Linked DNA regions of Ovis aries: region 2 is linked to region 1. Evidence: chromatin contacts called from public Hi-C data. All regions are on one chromosome and are shown on one strand. The core of a region is the stretch at or near the end of the contact, and the rest is flanking DNA. Distances in the headings are between cores, read along the strand shown.

Evidence for each region. A called contact is a pair of places that touch in the nucleus more often than the background predicts.
Region 2: a contact with region 1 is called in a Hi-C map of hypothalamus, with 4 times the contacts expected there. The contact joins the promoter of UTP4 here to the promoter of HAS3 in region 1. A contact is called at or near these places in 2 of 16 Hi-C or Micro-C datasets (hypothalamus and liver).

The regions. Positions count from the first base shown.
Region 1 is chr14:35,684,121-35,691,319 of ARS-UI_Ramb_v3.0, forward strand. It overlaps HAS3 (hyaluronan synthase 3), which reads left to right and starts at 3,983. Exons shown (of 19, transcript XM_060398431.1): 1 at 3,983-4,101. The coding sequence starts at 4,005. It overlaps CDH1 (cadherin 1), which reads left to right. Exons shown (of 16, transcript XM_027978118.2): 16 at 1-1,793. The coding sequence ends at 86. It overlaps TRNAG-CCC (transfer RNA glycine (anticodon CCC)), which reads right to left; the gene lies at 7,147-7,199.
Region 2 is chr14:35,904,407-35,911,629 of ARS-UI_Ramb_v3.0, forward strand. It overlaps UTP4 (UTP4 small subunit processome component), which reads left to right and starts at 1,547. Exons shown (of 18, transcript XM_042231846.2): 1 at 1,547-1,620; 2 at 3,292-3,398; 3 at 5,570-5,761; 4 at 6,675-6,759. The coding sequence starts at 5,729. It overlaps CHTF8 (chromosome transmission fidelity factor 8), which reads right to left and starts at 1,518. Exons shown (of 4, transcript XM_015100514.3): 1 at 1,418-1,518.

The DNA of each region.
Region 1 (7,199 bases), core at 2,733-5,232:
AAGACCAGGACTATGACTACCTGAATGAATGGGGCAATCGCTTCAAGAAGCTGGCGGACATGTATGGAGGCGGCGAGGATGACTAAGGGACTCAGGACTGATGGGAAGAGAGATGGGTCCCTATACTCGTGTGATGGAAAATGTGGGAAACATACTCCTGGTTATTCGCCAGCTCCCTTCACTCGGGATACGTTTCTGGAGAAGAGACTGATCAGTGATAGCATAGTCCTGATTTCTACTTTATAGATCTAATCTGTGTACTAGAACGATTTAGACTTATTCCTTGAGTAATCTTTTTCCTTTCATCACTTTTGACATGGTGATGATGTCCAAAATACCCCTAAATTTTAATACTTCAAAATAATAGTTTCAGTCTCAGAAGGTTCTGCTAGAAACTTGCAGATTCCCTTAAGGGCTTTGTCTCATTTTTAAAAGGAAGGGGAGGGGTCAGTTTCCCTATTGTGTGTGTGTGTATATATATATATAAAAGTATATATATATATATATATATAAATTGTGTGCTTCTGTCCCTCCTGTCACTGCACTGATGTCCTGTGTTCTGACATCTGCTCTTACTCCTTCTGAATTCTATTACATTTCTCTGGTGCAGACATTATTGGGCTCTTTTAGGGAAAGAGGATTATGTCTTAGGCTGGCCATGTACTGAGTGGGTATTGTGTACTCTTAAGACCTTAAAGGCTTAACGGTTTTTCATTTTTACGTAATTGTGATGGGCATCTATCCAGTTAACTTGTTCTGAGTAAGGATGTTGGTCATGTGAATGTCATTACAAGGTACTTTGGTTCTAAATAGGGAGGCTGGGCCAGAAAAGGTGGTGAGTTTCAGGCGCCACTGAACTTTTTTTTTTTTTGATCGCACTGCAGGACATGGGGAATCTTAGTTCCCTGACTAGGGGTCAGACCTGCGTCCCTTAACAGGGGAATCGAGGATTCTTAATCACTGGACCACCAGGGAAATCCCACTACTAGGCTTCTAATGTTTATTTATCTCTAAAACAAGAGTGATATATTCCAGGACTTAGAATAGTGCCTAAAGTGCTGTAGCCAAAGACAGAAGCTGGCAAGAGGGCACAGCAGAGGGCAAGTGTGAAAAATGGGCTTGGAGATGGCAGGGGCAGTTGTCACTAAGCCTGGCAATTGAGCCAACTGAGGCTGAAGACAGTTGAGGTGGCTCTACCTCCACCCCCCTGGAAATTCTGAACTAGAGGAATCTCAACATGTATTTGCCAGGATCCTTGGACCCAAAGCACAGAATCCCCGAGCCCGCTTTTGTTGGTATTTATAGAAAATGCTAGCTGGTCTGGACACATTTGCCCCAAATTTCAGCTATGAAACTTGAGAATATTTTTCAAATCCAATTTGTTTTTCCTTTGCAGAGGAAGAAAACACTCACTGAAAGGGTGTTAGCAAAGGAAGGTGGGGGTAGGGAGTACATTAATTTGGATCTTCTTTTAGTTGAAATGCATCTTTTAAGAAAATTTTGACAACCATAGACAAGAATTTAATCTGAATTACTTCCCTACCTATCAACTGTTTTTAGAAGAAAAGGAACATCTCCCAACCACTTCTTAGAACTGTCTTGATTTTTCAGCAATTTAAACTCTAATGTAGTTCTACATAGAGAATGTCACTATAGTTTTGAGTGTAATATGTGTATGGGTGCAGACAATTTTGTATTTTCTTTGGGAGTGGAAAAGGAAAGCAATTCAAGCTGCAAAAATTATTCTTATTTGTTTTTTTATAAATTTTATTAAAGAATTTTGTTACACCATTGTCAAACTTCTTTTATTTGATTGCACAATCCCAGGTCAGACAAATGGTAGGTAAGCTCATTCAAAACATGGAGAGCGAAGCTTCATATTAAAATATCTATTCCTGAACTTTGTGTCATTCTGTTGGGGCTGAATAGGGGGAAAGGGAAACTGTGTTTCTAAGGTCAGTTTATTTGAAGGATATCCATCCATGTGGCATGTGATGTGGCTTGTGGTGAAACCAATAAAATCTCTTTGTCAGGGGGAAGCTACTGTGGGTTGCACAGAGGGATAGAAAGAAGCAAGGCTGGGGTTTCCCTGGCAGTCCAGTGGCTAACACTCTGTGCTGCCAATGCAGGAGGCTTGAGTTTGATCCTTGGTCAGGAAACTAGATCCCACATGCTGCAACTAAAGATCCCACCTGCCACAACTAAGACCTGGTGCAGCCAAATAAATAAATATTTTTTGAAAAATGTAGTTTCCAGTTTAAAGGTGTTTTAGCAGGTTTTATTTAAGGAAGAGATGAAGATCCAGGTGCAATTTATTAAGCATTCCTTGTGTGGCAGACATTGCTAAATACTTGAGAACAGTATCACTTTGATTCCCCAAGATAGCCTCGTGGAAATGATTCTGTTACCTTTGAGAGTAGGAAATGGCTGTGATGACATAGGGCTGGAGTCCAGAGAAATGGGAGTGACTAGGAAGGGGCCTGACTCACGGAGGAGAGAGTTAAATGAACCATTTCTTCCCCCAGTGGCATGGTCTTGCATATGAACACATCCCATTTCCCAAGGCTTTCAGCAGCTAGGTACTGAAGAGCAGTCATCAGTCATGACGTCAGGCTAACTCAAAGGATCTCAAAAAGAAGCAGGACAGCCTCTTGGGCGCAGTCTCACAGAGTGGGTGTTGGAGCCGGTTGTGGCAATGGTAGGCGAGGTTAGTGACTTTTAATGAAAGGAGAGGCAGGCATGGTAGTCTTGCCCTCAGAAACATTGTCCTTGATTTCCAGCATGCCATTCCCTGGTGGCTCAGATGGTAAAGCGTCTGCCTGCAATGCGGGAGACCCGGGTTCAATCCCTGGGTTGGGAAGATCCCCTGGAGAAGGAAATGGCAACCCACTCCAGCACTCATGCCTGGAAAATTCCATGGATGGAGAAGCCGGGTGGGCTACAGTCCATGGGGGTAGCAAAGAGTCGGACACTACCGAGCGACTTCACTTTCACTTTCTTTCAGACAATATGAATTTTGAATGTCCCACCAGGATTTCTGTAAGTGGAAAAGTTGTTAGTGATGATATATCTCCAACCCATTCTGTTTTACATATTAACACAATTCTGATGTGGCACGATTTTAACAAACACTGAATTTTCCAGGGATGTCTGAATAGAGCAAAGAGAGAAGGCAATGGCACCCCACTCCAGTACTCTTGCCTGGAAAATCCCATGGATGGAGGAGCCTGGTGGGCTGCAGTCCATGGGGTCGCACAGAGTCGGACACGCTGAAGCGACTTAGCAGCAGCAGTAGTACTTAGTCCATTTAAGAAATCATATCAAGAACAATATTTGCAGCTATTTGCAATAGGTGTGTGTGTGTAGCAGTTTTTAAATATCACTGAAGTGAAGTGAAGTCGCTCAGTCGTGTCCGACTCTTTGCAACCCCATGGACTGGAGCCCACCAGGCTCCTCAGTCCACGGGATTTTCCAGGCATGAATACTGGAGTGGGTTGCCATTTCCTTCTCCAGGGGATCTTCCCGACCCAGGGATCGAACCCGGGGCTCCCACATTGTAGGCAGACGCTTTACCGTCTGAACTACCAGGGAAGCACAAATATCACTACTGAAGAAGTTAAACAATTTGAGTATTATTTTACATACCGAACTTCATTATAAGAAGGTGCAGCATCTGATTACTTCACTACTTCAGTGTTTTGATGACCAATTGTTTTCATACTGAATAAAATTCATATTATTTTATAAACTACTTCTCATCCTTTATACAGAAGTTAATCACGTTGAGTTTCTCAAATCGTGCACGTTGACAGTTTGCGTTAGCTATTTTTACTTCCCCTACCCCAAGGAAATACAGCTGGCGAGAGAAAAACATTTTTTCCCAAAGGGGGCGTTCCCAGCCGAGTCGATCCCGCCCCTAGTGCGTCGGCCACGCGCCACCCGGCAGCGGCACCGTTCCGCTAAGGCGCATGCGCAGCTCGCCAGTAGAGCTTTGCGCTTCAGTCATGGCGGCGGTCAGTCAGGCTGCTGGCATCAGGGTTCTGGAAAAGTGTGGTCTGGAGCAGATTTTGGAGGCGTTGAAGCTGCTGCTGAGCCCGGGAGGTGAGAGGACGGAATTCGGCGCCGGGCTGCACCTGGGGCCTTTGGGCAGGGTCTGTCCAGCGTCATTTTACCCTTGAGGAAACCGAGGTTCAAGGAGGGATGGGAACCGTTGAATATTGATACTAGCCGAAGTATCTCGAGCGGTTACCTTGGGCCAGGCACTGTGTTAAGCACCGTGGGTACGTGTTCTCATCCGTCCTTACTGCAGCTCTGTGAGGACTGCAACCACAGCCTCAGAGAGTCTCCCAGAGCTGCCTCAAAGAGGTCCGAGCTTCTTGAGAGCGCAGGATCTGATGTGGACACTGGACATTTGTACAGAGTGCCAAGGAGTCCAGAGAAAGGAAGCAGTGACGTTTGAGCTGCGTTTGGGGGAGAGGATTTAGAGATTTACAGTCAGTTTTAATCTTTCCCAGTTTAGAATCAGAAGGGACCTTGGGAGTGGTGTAGCCTGGCACTCAAAGGATCCTTTTACTCCTGAGGATACCCCTGGCTCATCAAAGAGAATAAATAACCTGATCAAGATCAGATGGTCAGGTTAGAGGCAGAACACGAACTTAGAACCGAAGTCTACCGAACCCTCTTGTCAGACCAAAGCAGATTATTCAGTATGGAGCCTCTGATGTTATCTGGAGCTTTGGGGAAGATACATATGAAATAGGGCCCTACTTTAAATTAGAGTGTACAATTTGGAGGAAGGGGTTTGTAGGGTGAGGAAGGTAAGGTACGGGAAGATTATGTTCCCAGTCTCACATTTTGAGATTCCCCCACCTCCACCCCAAACTTAGAAAAGTCGGGAAACAGTAAGTGTATCGTACTAGGGGCAAGTGAAAGCTAGTAGGGGGAATTCCCTGCCAGTCCAGTGGTTAGGACTCCCTGGTTTCACTGTGGAGGGCCCCAGTCAATCCCTGGTGGGGGAACTAAGATCCACCAGCTGAGAATTATGAGCAAAAAGGAAAAAAAAAAAAAAAAAAAAAAACTGAGTGCCTGCTAAGTGTCAACCCCTATAGTGTGCTATTTATGTATGGATCTTTTTATCCTCACAACAATTCCATGATTTAGGTATTACTTGTATTCCATTTTACAGATGAAGGAACCAAGGCTCAGGTATATTGGAAATCGCCCAATGCCAATCTCCTAAGTTGGTAGAGTTAGGATTTGAATTTCAGATGCCTTCAACTGTAGTATGGAACTATATATACTACTTTGCCACAGTGAAGAATTAAACTGCAAAATACATTTTTAACTTGTTAGTGGAGAGGTTGCTTGTCTAGCAACTACAACTATCTAGAACATTAGTGAGGACAGGGATTAAATAAGTTAAATAGTCTGGAAGTAGTCATCTGTCACAAAGCACACACACTTCGTTTTTGGAAGACCCTCTCTAACTCTCAGAGCATGTGGTGGAGTTTCTACATGTATTCATTTAGCTTAAGAGAAATCAAGCATTATTATTTGAAAAAGAATAATTTGGTAAAATGATATTATTTTCACAGAAAGACTCGGTTATGTTGTGTGAATAGGTTATGTTGTGTGAATCTTTCTGCTGTTTTCTTTTATCATATCAGCTGCTGAAGGAATTACAAAAATACCTGTGTGTAGTAAGTATTCATATGTTCCTGACGGACAGAGGGTGTTGAGACAAGATGAAAGTATTTGTAAAAGTACCTCCAGCTAGTTCAACTTCTTTTGGTCTTTTCAATTGACTGCTTGTGAGGTTATATTTACTGAGAGTCAACTGTATGTAGTATTCTGTCCCCAGTGATTTTTGGAGATAGAAATATTATTTAACAACTTGTGCTCTCAAGTATCTTGTTTGGGGAGATAGTACTCCAAATATAGTGTACTCAGTCGCTCAGTTGTGTCCAATTCTTTGAGACCCTTTGGACTGTAGCCTGCCAGGCTCCTCTGTCAGTGGTATTTCCAAGGCAAGAACACTGGAGCGGGTTGCCATTTCCTCCTCTAGGAGATCTTCCCAACCCAGGGATCACTGTGTCTCCTGCGCTGCAGGAAACAATTTTTTTTTTTTTTTTTACTGCTGAGCCCATGAGGAAGCCCCACTCCGCATACAGGCCAATATATTCAACATAGCAGATGATATTAATACTGGTGGTGAATGGAGGGTACAGGTAGCAGTTGGTTAGTTAGTTAGGAGTTATCTGAGGAAGGAGAATTCAGTCTAGATGGTAATTGAATAAACAGGAAGGAAGGAAGATACCGAGTCTTTCCCTTTTGAGCTATTAAAAGGTCTACAGGATTAAGTATTTTCTCTTCACCTGCCTTCCATTTCTGTTCTCAGTTGTGGGGCAAGTAAGAGTAATAGCTCCACTTCCCTTATTAGGAAGTGTGTTAAGCAGAATTGGAAAGGGGTTGTTAGTTTTAGTGAAGTTTTGCTTGAGGTCATCTCAGCAGTTGTTCAGTTGCTAAGTTGTGTCTGACTCTTTGTGACGCCGTGAACTGCAGCATGCCAGGCTTCTCTGTCCTTCACTACCTCCCGGAATTTGCTCAAACTCATGTCCATTGAGTTGATAATGCCATCCAACTGTCTCATCCTCTGTTCCCCACTTCTCGCCCTTGGTCTTTCCCAGCATTTTAGCAGTAGTTTTCCTAAAAAAAATAATGATAACTTGCCAGACTAAATATATGTTCATTGAACTCAGTCATTAAAATTGAATTATGTGGTGGTTGGGGGGCTTTGGCCACCTCATGAGAAGAGTTGACTCATTGGAAAAGACTCTGATGCTGGGAGGGATTGGGGGCAGGAGGAGAGGGGTCCGACAGAGGATGAGATGGCTGGATGGCATCACCGACTCGATGGACATGAGTTTGAGTGAACTCTGGGAGTTGGTGATGGACAGGGAGGCCTGGTGTGCTGCAATTCACGGGGTCGGAAAGAGTCGGACGCAACTGAACTGAACTGAACTGGGGGGCTGTAATTTTGGTGATTTGTATATGATGAAGCTGTATCACATATATATATTTGGCTGCACCAGGTCTTGGTTGTGTCATGCAGAATCTTTGATCTTTCTTGTGGCATGTGGGATCTAATTTCCTGACCAGGGGTCGAACCTGGGCCCCCTGCATTGGGAGTGCAGCATCTT
Region 2 (7,223 bases), core at 297-2,796, 220 kb after region 1:
AGTGATAAAATCCAGTTTCTAAATGAAAAGCCTGCTCTCCTCCGACAAGGGGCCATGGAGGGTAGGTGGAACTGAATGCTTCCGAACTTTTCATTAGTGAACAGTGTGTTCAAAAACGTGTGTGGACACTATGCATACATGTGGGACTTTCCCATCATGTTTTAAGATTCCCATGATGGAGGGAATCAATTACTGGTATTCGCAGACAATAGGTAGAAAAGATGGCTTCAGTCGTTCTGAGTTACTCCAGTTTTCTCCATCTTCTGCTACTCTGCGGCCCCATCTACCCTTCCTCCTTTTACTGCCCTGAGCCCCTCCGTTGCCCAAAGTCCCTTCTTGTCTAGCTCTGCTTGAGGTCTCCCTCTATACTGGATTTCCCTCCCACGAGCCCCATCTTCACCATCTCCCCTGACCCCCTCCTCCTCTCCCTGGAAATTGAGCTACAAGCACTTCCTATTTCTAGCCCCTCCCACTTTCTGGGACTTCTCCGTCCGCTTCCCCTCTCTTCCCCACCCCCACCCCATGACCCCCCCGACTTTCTCTAGGACCTCTTACCAAGACTTTCTCCTACCTCCCAAGGAAACTATATTTTAAACTCCACCCTCCAACCCCAGAATGGTCTTTCCAAACCGTTCACCCTCCTAAAGATCGCTCTAAACGTTATTCCTCTACCACCCTCATCTTCCAAATCATTCCCTATGTCCCCCAATTCTTAAGTACTTCGCTCCTCCAGGACCCGACTCCACCCCACTCTTCTCCGGCCTCTCACTCCACCCACAAAAGCAGCTGGATCACTCTCCAGACAGTCTCTTCCTTCCAGTCACCCTCCCATCTACCGCTCCCAATAGCCTCTTCCCCCCAAGATTTAAAAATGTCCCCTCCAAAGAACTCACGGTCCTACCCCCCGCTTAGACCCTTTCTGATGTTCCCGCTACTTCCTGGGTTCCAGGTCTCCCCCACTCTCGCAAGCATCGCGTGCTGGGTTCCCTCCCCACCCAGGGAAAAGCCCCTTCCCGCACATACCTCGAGATTCCGGCCCGCGCTGCCCCCTTCTCCGTCCTCCGCCCGCGCTCGGCCACTCTTTCCGCCCTTCTCCCGCTCCGCCCAGCTCGCTCCCTTCCCTCCGCCTTCCGACTCCGCACCGCTCCCTTCTCCGCAATTCCCGGCTCTCCTACCCCGAGGGCGCCTCTGGGTCGCCCCCACCTCTGCGCGGCCCTCCCCGCTCCCCTCCCCCTTCCCGGCCTCCCCTCCCCCGCCCGCTGCTCCCCGCCCCTCAGCTCGCCATTCTTCTCCTCGAGCCGCGCGCCCCGCCCGGCCCCAGCTTCCTAGCTTCCCGCTCCCTCGCACCCTCGCCCCCCCATCCCCGGCTCAGCCCTCGCTCCCCGCGGCCTCCCGCGCTCCCTGCCCGCGGCCTGACCTGCAATGGCGGCCGCCGATCGCGGCGCCGCGCGGCCAACGGGCGACAACCGAACCTCCCGCCGCCGTCGCCGCCGCCGCGAGCACTGCCTGCGCACTTCCGGCCTTGCGCCGCGAGCACTTCCGGGGCAGAACACGCGGGCGCGCGCACGTGGGGCCGGGGCGGAGAGAGGCGAGCTCCCTAAGTGGCGAGCCCTTCCACCGGTGAGTTGGGGAAGGGGCGTAGGTAGTGGGGATGGAATGGGGTTGTATCTAGCGAGTGCGGCTTGCTCTAGGTCGGCCCCCCGGGAAACTCGCCGATTCCCCTCTGCCGAGGCCGGGTGGGGGCTACTCCAGACATCCCCGGAGAGGGAATGGGCGGCGGAGCCCTCGCGCGCCTCGGAAGCACGCATAGCCTAGCTGGGCCGAACGCGCCTTCTCTCCTGGCAGATTCTTCACCTTGAAGGGAGATGAGTAAAGGGGCGAACCTGACTCGAGTGCGTCTGTTGGCGGCGGCGGAGCTGGGGATAGAGAAAGTAATTGACAGATGCCAGATCAGTCCTGTCGCTTCATCCCGCTAAGAAGCTCTTGGTTTTTCCTGCCCATCAGCTCCACCGTCACCACCGTAGTTGAGTCTGTGATTTGCAGACTTAGCATGCAGTGGAGATGGAGATGTTTGCCAAAATGCAGGTTCCTTGACCTCCTCCCACCCCCAAAGACTGGAATTCTAGAGCTATGGATTAGTACCCGGAATCCTGCCTTGTTAGAGATCGTTTTGGTTTAGGAGTTCTGCGGACCTGACTTTGAGAGACTCCTTTAGACTGTCAACATTTCTTGCTTTCTTAGAATGATCGAGGTATTGATCCTCTTCTTAACCACCCCCAACCCCAGAAACCTCACGCACCAAATACGAAGGAGACTTTAGTTCTGCCTCGAATACAATTCCTGGAGAAGGAAGTGGCAACCCACTCTAGTATTCTTGCCTGGAAAATCCCATGGGTGGAGGAACCTGGTAGGCTACATACAGTCCATGGGGTCGCAAAGAGTTGGACACGACTGAGCGACTTCACTTTCTTTTCGAATACATTTGGTCAGCTCCTTGTGGCTCCATTCAAGCGCGCACTCCCAGTAAAAAAATGAGGTTATGTTCAGTCTTTTGCTCTAAGATCAAGTTTTAGATTCTCACCTCTCTTCCTGGAGCACTTCCTTTGGGCAGTTTGCGGGATTGCTAGGAGGCTGGGTGATGCTCTATGTGTTGCTTTTTGAATTTTTTTTTGTGGAAGAATCCTGAGCTTCTGGAGACTATTTGATAGATTCTGTGTGGACCATTAAAGCATCTTTAGTTGAATATTTTAAAATGAACCTCAGTCAGACTTCCCAGGCGGTCCAGGGATTAAGACTGGGAGCTTCTAGTGACGGAGGCAGGGGAACTAAGACCCCATATCCTCCCCACCCCCAGTTCCTGCCTGGCCTTCTCCCCACCCCCCAAAAATGGGGAAAAATAGAAATGAACCTCAGTGAGATACATTTGGAGTCTGCCACATAGAACCGTGGTACTGTGCTGCGCTTAGTCAATCAGTCGTGGCCGACTCTTTTCCACCCTATGGACTGTAGCCGGCCAGGGGCCTCTGTCCATGGGGCTTTTCCAGGCAAGAATACTGGAGTGGGTTGCCATGCCCTCCTCCAGGGGATATTCCCAACTCAGAGATGGAACCCAGGTCTCCCTCATTGCAGGCTGATTCTTTACCATCTGAGCCAGGAGGGAAGTCCAGAAGAGTGGTAATAAAAGACAGGAGATGTGATATACTGCTGTTTAACAATGATTCTTTTCTCCCCTCCTAGGAATGGGTGAATTTAATGTCCATCGAGTGCGTTTCTTTAATTATGTTCCATCAGGGATCCGCTGTGTGGCTTACAATAACCAGTCAAACAGATTGGCTGTTTCACGAACAGATGGCACTGTGGAAATTTATAATTTGTCAGCAAACTACTTTCAGGAGAAAGTAAGTCATTTGGGAGCCGGATTTGGTGGTGGTGATGTTAATTTTTTTTTCTTAAGTTTAATTCTGCAAAATCTTCTGTCTTTTTTGTATTCAAGGAGATCAGAAGAAAATGACTCTCCCCTACTCTCTCTGTTGTTTAGAAACAAAGAACAAATATACACTCTCTTGTCTGACTGATAAACTTAGAGCTTCAGTCTATGTAATGTTGGTTAGAAAGAGCCTACCTAGGAATTGTGGTGCTTACTGCCATTTGGAAACTGATGTTTACTAGATCTGTTGTCAAGATCATTGCTTCCTATCAGTCTCTGCACCATTGTAACTTTAGTAAAGTGGCTTTTCCTGCTGTGTTATTACCTATTTCACTGTTAATTCAGAAAAAAATGATGAGATGTTTTAATATCAAACTTTTTGGTGATGTGATAGCAAGAAGATGAATTCCTAAATTATCTATTTGAGAGAAGGTAGATTTATATACCTAATGTTTGGAACTAAAGACGATTTTAAATTAGGTAAAATATCATTTGGGTATATGCACAGGGCTATTACAGCAGCCTATTTTTCAAAGTCTCTGATTACAGATTTCAGATGCAGCAAAATAATTCAGTTCACATTTACTGAGTGCCTTGCATGCCCTCAACACCATGATACAGATGAATAGAAGGAAAAATGAATGCAGTGTCTTGCAGCGTAGTACTTGGAATTTAGGTACTCTGTAACTATTTCTAAATGACTGCAAGCATTAGGCATTAAGATGAATGTCAGAGGCCCTACCTTCAAAGGAGCTCAAAATCCAGTGGGGGAAAGATGAGTATACGGTTTGAAATAGTGTGGTCAGTTTTATGATAGACCTAAGCATGGGCATAGAATCTTAGTAGAGAGGTGCCTTGCTCTGATGAGGTGGGTTTAGGATTCCTGGAAAGGGATGACTTACCTGAGCTGACCCCTGAAGCAATAACAAGAGTTAAGAAATCACTGGTCACCAAAAATGAGTCCCATTCTATAGCATGAAAAACATGCTGTGATGCGCGCTTGTTGTATCCTGTGATTTTTCTTGTTATTATTGTTGCAACTATATAATTGTTTATATATTTGTTTAATGTCTTCTTCCCTCCTGAACTTCCAATTTTATGAAAAAGGGATCTTGTCAGTGATATGGCTGTATTCCCAGCATTTAGCAAGTGCTTAATACAAAGGCATCACTGAGTTAATACATGTTCAACGGGTCTTTACCTAGTACATCTTATTTTCCACTCCCATCGGTTTTCTGTTTTCTTGAACAATTAATTCAGTCTAGTCTTCCACTTTGTTTCCTTGTTCCCTTCCTGGCTATTCAAGATTGATTAGCTTGGGTGATCACTGTCAGATCATGAGAGTGAAGAGTAGGGACTAGTAGTAAGGAGAGTTATCTTCAATTTGTGTCATTGACTTTGGCAATTTGGGCAGACCATTTACAGATGCTCTGCTTTTTCAAGTTCAGCTAGGAAAAATTGTATCTCTCCCGGAGAAGGCAGTGGCAACCCACTCCAGTACTCTTGCCTTGAAAATCCCATGGACGGAGGAGCCTGGTAGGCTGCAGTCTAGGGGGTCATGAAGAGTCAGGCAGGACTGAGCAACTTCACTTTCACTTTCATTCCCTTTGGTGGCAAGCAGCTATAAGAATAAAATTCCTTGATTGTATGAATGCTTTTTGAGCAAGAAGAAAACACTTAGAAATCTGAGACTTGAATGAAAAGCTGGAGTGAGCTGCATTCATTTCTTTTATTTTCATTTTTTAGACAACATTTATTGGTGAAATTGGCCCACAGTAAGCAACATGTTTTCAAAGTATACATATTGATAACTTTTGACACATATACACCTTTGAAAGCATCGATCAAGATCACTACAATGACCTTTAAAAATCAGATGACATCAAATACAATTACTTGCAGACTTTATTGTCTGAAACATTTTGCAGAACTAGTCCTAGAAAAAGAAACAAAACCAACCGTATAACTAAAATGTGAGCCTAAAAAAATGAAAATATCAGTATCATGATCTTCAGATAGTGTGAAATTCCACACTAAGTTATTTCTAGAGGGGCATTTTAATTTTCCCCGTTTACCTGTGATCACTCAGTGCTGGCAGCTGGTGAATTCACGGTGGGTTGAGAAGTTATTGTGTTTCTGTAGTTTTTCCCAGGTCATGAGTCTCGGGCCACAGAAGCTCTGTGCTGGGCGAAAGGACAGCGACTGTTTAGTGCTGGACTCAATGGAGAAATTATCGAGTATGATTTACAGGCATTGACCATCAAGTATGCTGTGGATGCCTTTGGAGGGCCCATCTGGAGCATGGCCGCCAGCCCCAGTGGCTCTCAACTTTTGGTCAGTACGCAACTATTAGTCATCCAAACCGAGATTTCCTCTTGAGCCCATTTACACTTGCTTCCCTGTGTTCATAGGAAGGTAAAGTTATGTTGTGGCCAGTCGCAATTCCAGTCTGAGCCGAATTCCAGCAACCAAGCAATCAATTGTACCTGGATTCCAATAGGAGATACACGATTGGGGTTATTACTGGAGATGTAAAAATCCCTTGTCCTTTTGCACCCTTTCTGCTTCTACTTTGGATCTTGTTTGTTCATTAATGACACCAGAGGTTTCAGTTTGGTTCAGCATCTCCCAAACTGTGTCCTTTGGAATTGGGAGATACAGACACTGTCTTTTGTTTGGCTGCGCTTTGTGTTTTATGATACATTTTGCTTCAGAATTACCACGTGTTAAGTCCTTCCGTAGATTCACAACACACGTTAGTATATTAAGAGTTCTGATAGGTCTTTTTACAAGTCCACTTGTAGAACCATGTTTCTCAAAAATTTTTTGAGCACAGACTTAAGATTTCCCTCCTCCCCGCGCATTCTTACCATTAATTTTCTGTAATGAGTTACTGATTTTTTTTTTTGGTACTATTTTACAGTATCTTGACATATCTCCATGAAGGTGACACAGTTAACGGGTGTTTAATTCAGGCCTTCGTATCTAGCACAGACATGCCATGAAATCCTATTTCTCCTCCATGTCCTGTGCAGGAATTAGGCCACTCATTGGCCTGCTTTCTGGTTGGGATGTGATGGCTGCCAGGAACCAAATTTCTTGATACCAGTACTTTTTTCCTCTCACAAACTATTTTTCCTCTTTCAGAGCAAGTGTTAGCTTGAGGGAAGAAATGTATATATTTTAAATGTGTATATTTGGTTCTCTAAAATGCTTTCTTTGTTTTCCACCCCCTTTTCCATGATAGGTTGGCTGTGAAGATGGATCTGTGAAATTATTTCAGATCACTCCAGACAAAATCCAGTTTGAAAGAAATTTTGATCGTCAGAAAAGTAAGGGTTATTTGTCATCAGGGCAGTGAGTAGTGTTAACAAGAAGTTTTGTTTCTGTGCCACTGGAGATGGGATACTTTCCTATGGGTTCAGAGAATATTTTATCTGTGTGCCAACTTTCTGCGATGCAGGGTATATGCTAGATGCTGTCCTTAGCTCAGGTTCTCTTTACTGTGTAACATAACGTAGCTATGACTACCTGGTTAAGTAATAATAGAGAAAACTGGCAATCCAAAATAGGAAAGCAAGTGTTTCTATGTGAATCAATTTGTTAGTTCTCACTCACTTTAGTGAAGTTTTGATGAATGTGCATAAAGTCTCAAAACTAGGACTTCGCTGTTAGATAGGAGCTGTGGTTCTCAGTCCTGCTAGTACATTCAAGTTGAATGTGGGAATTTTATAGCCAGTTGTCCCTGTTCCAGCTGCACCTACTGACACTGACTTCCAGATCAGAGATTGGCAAC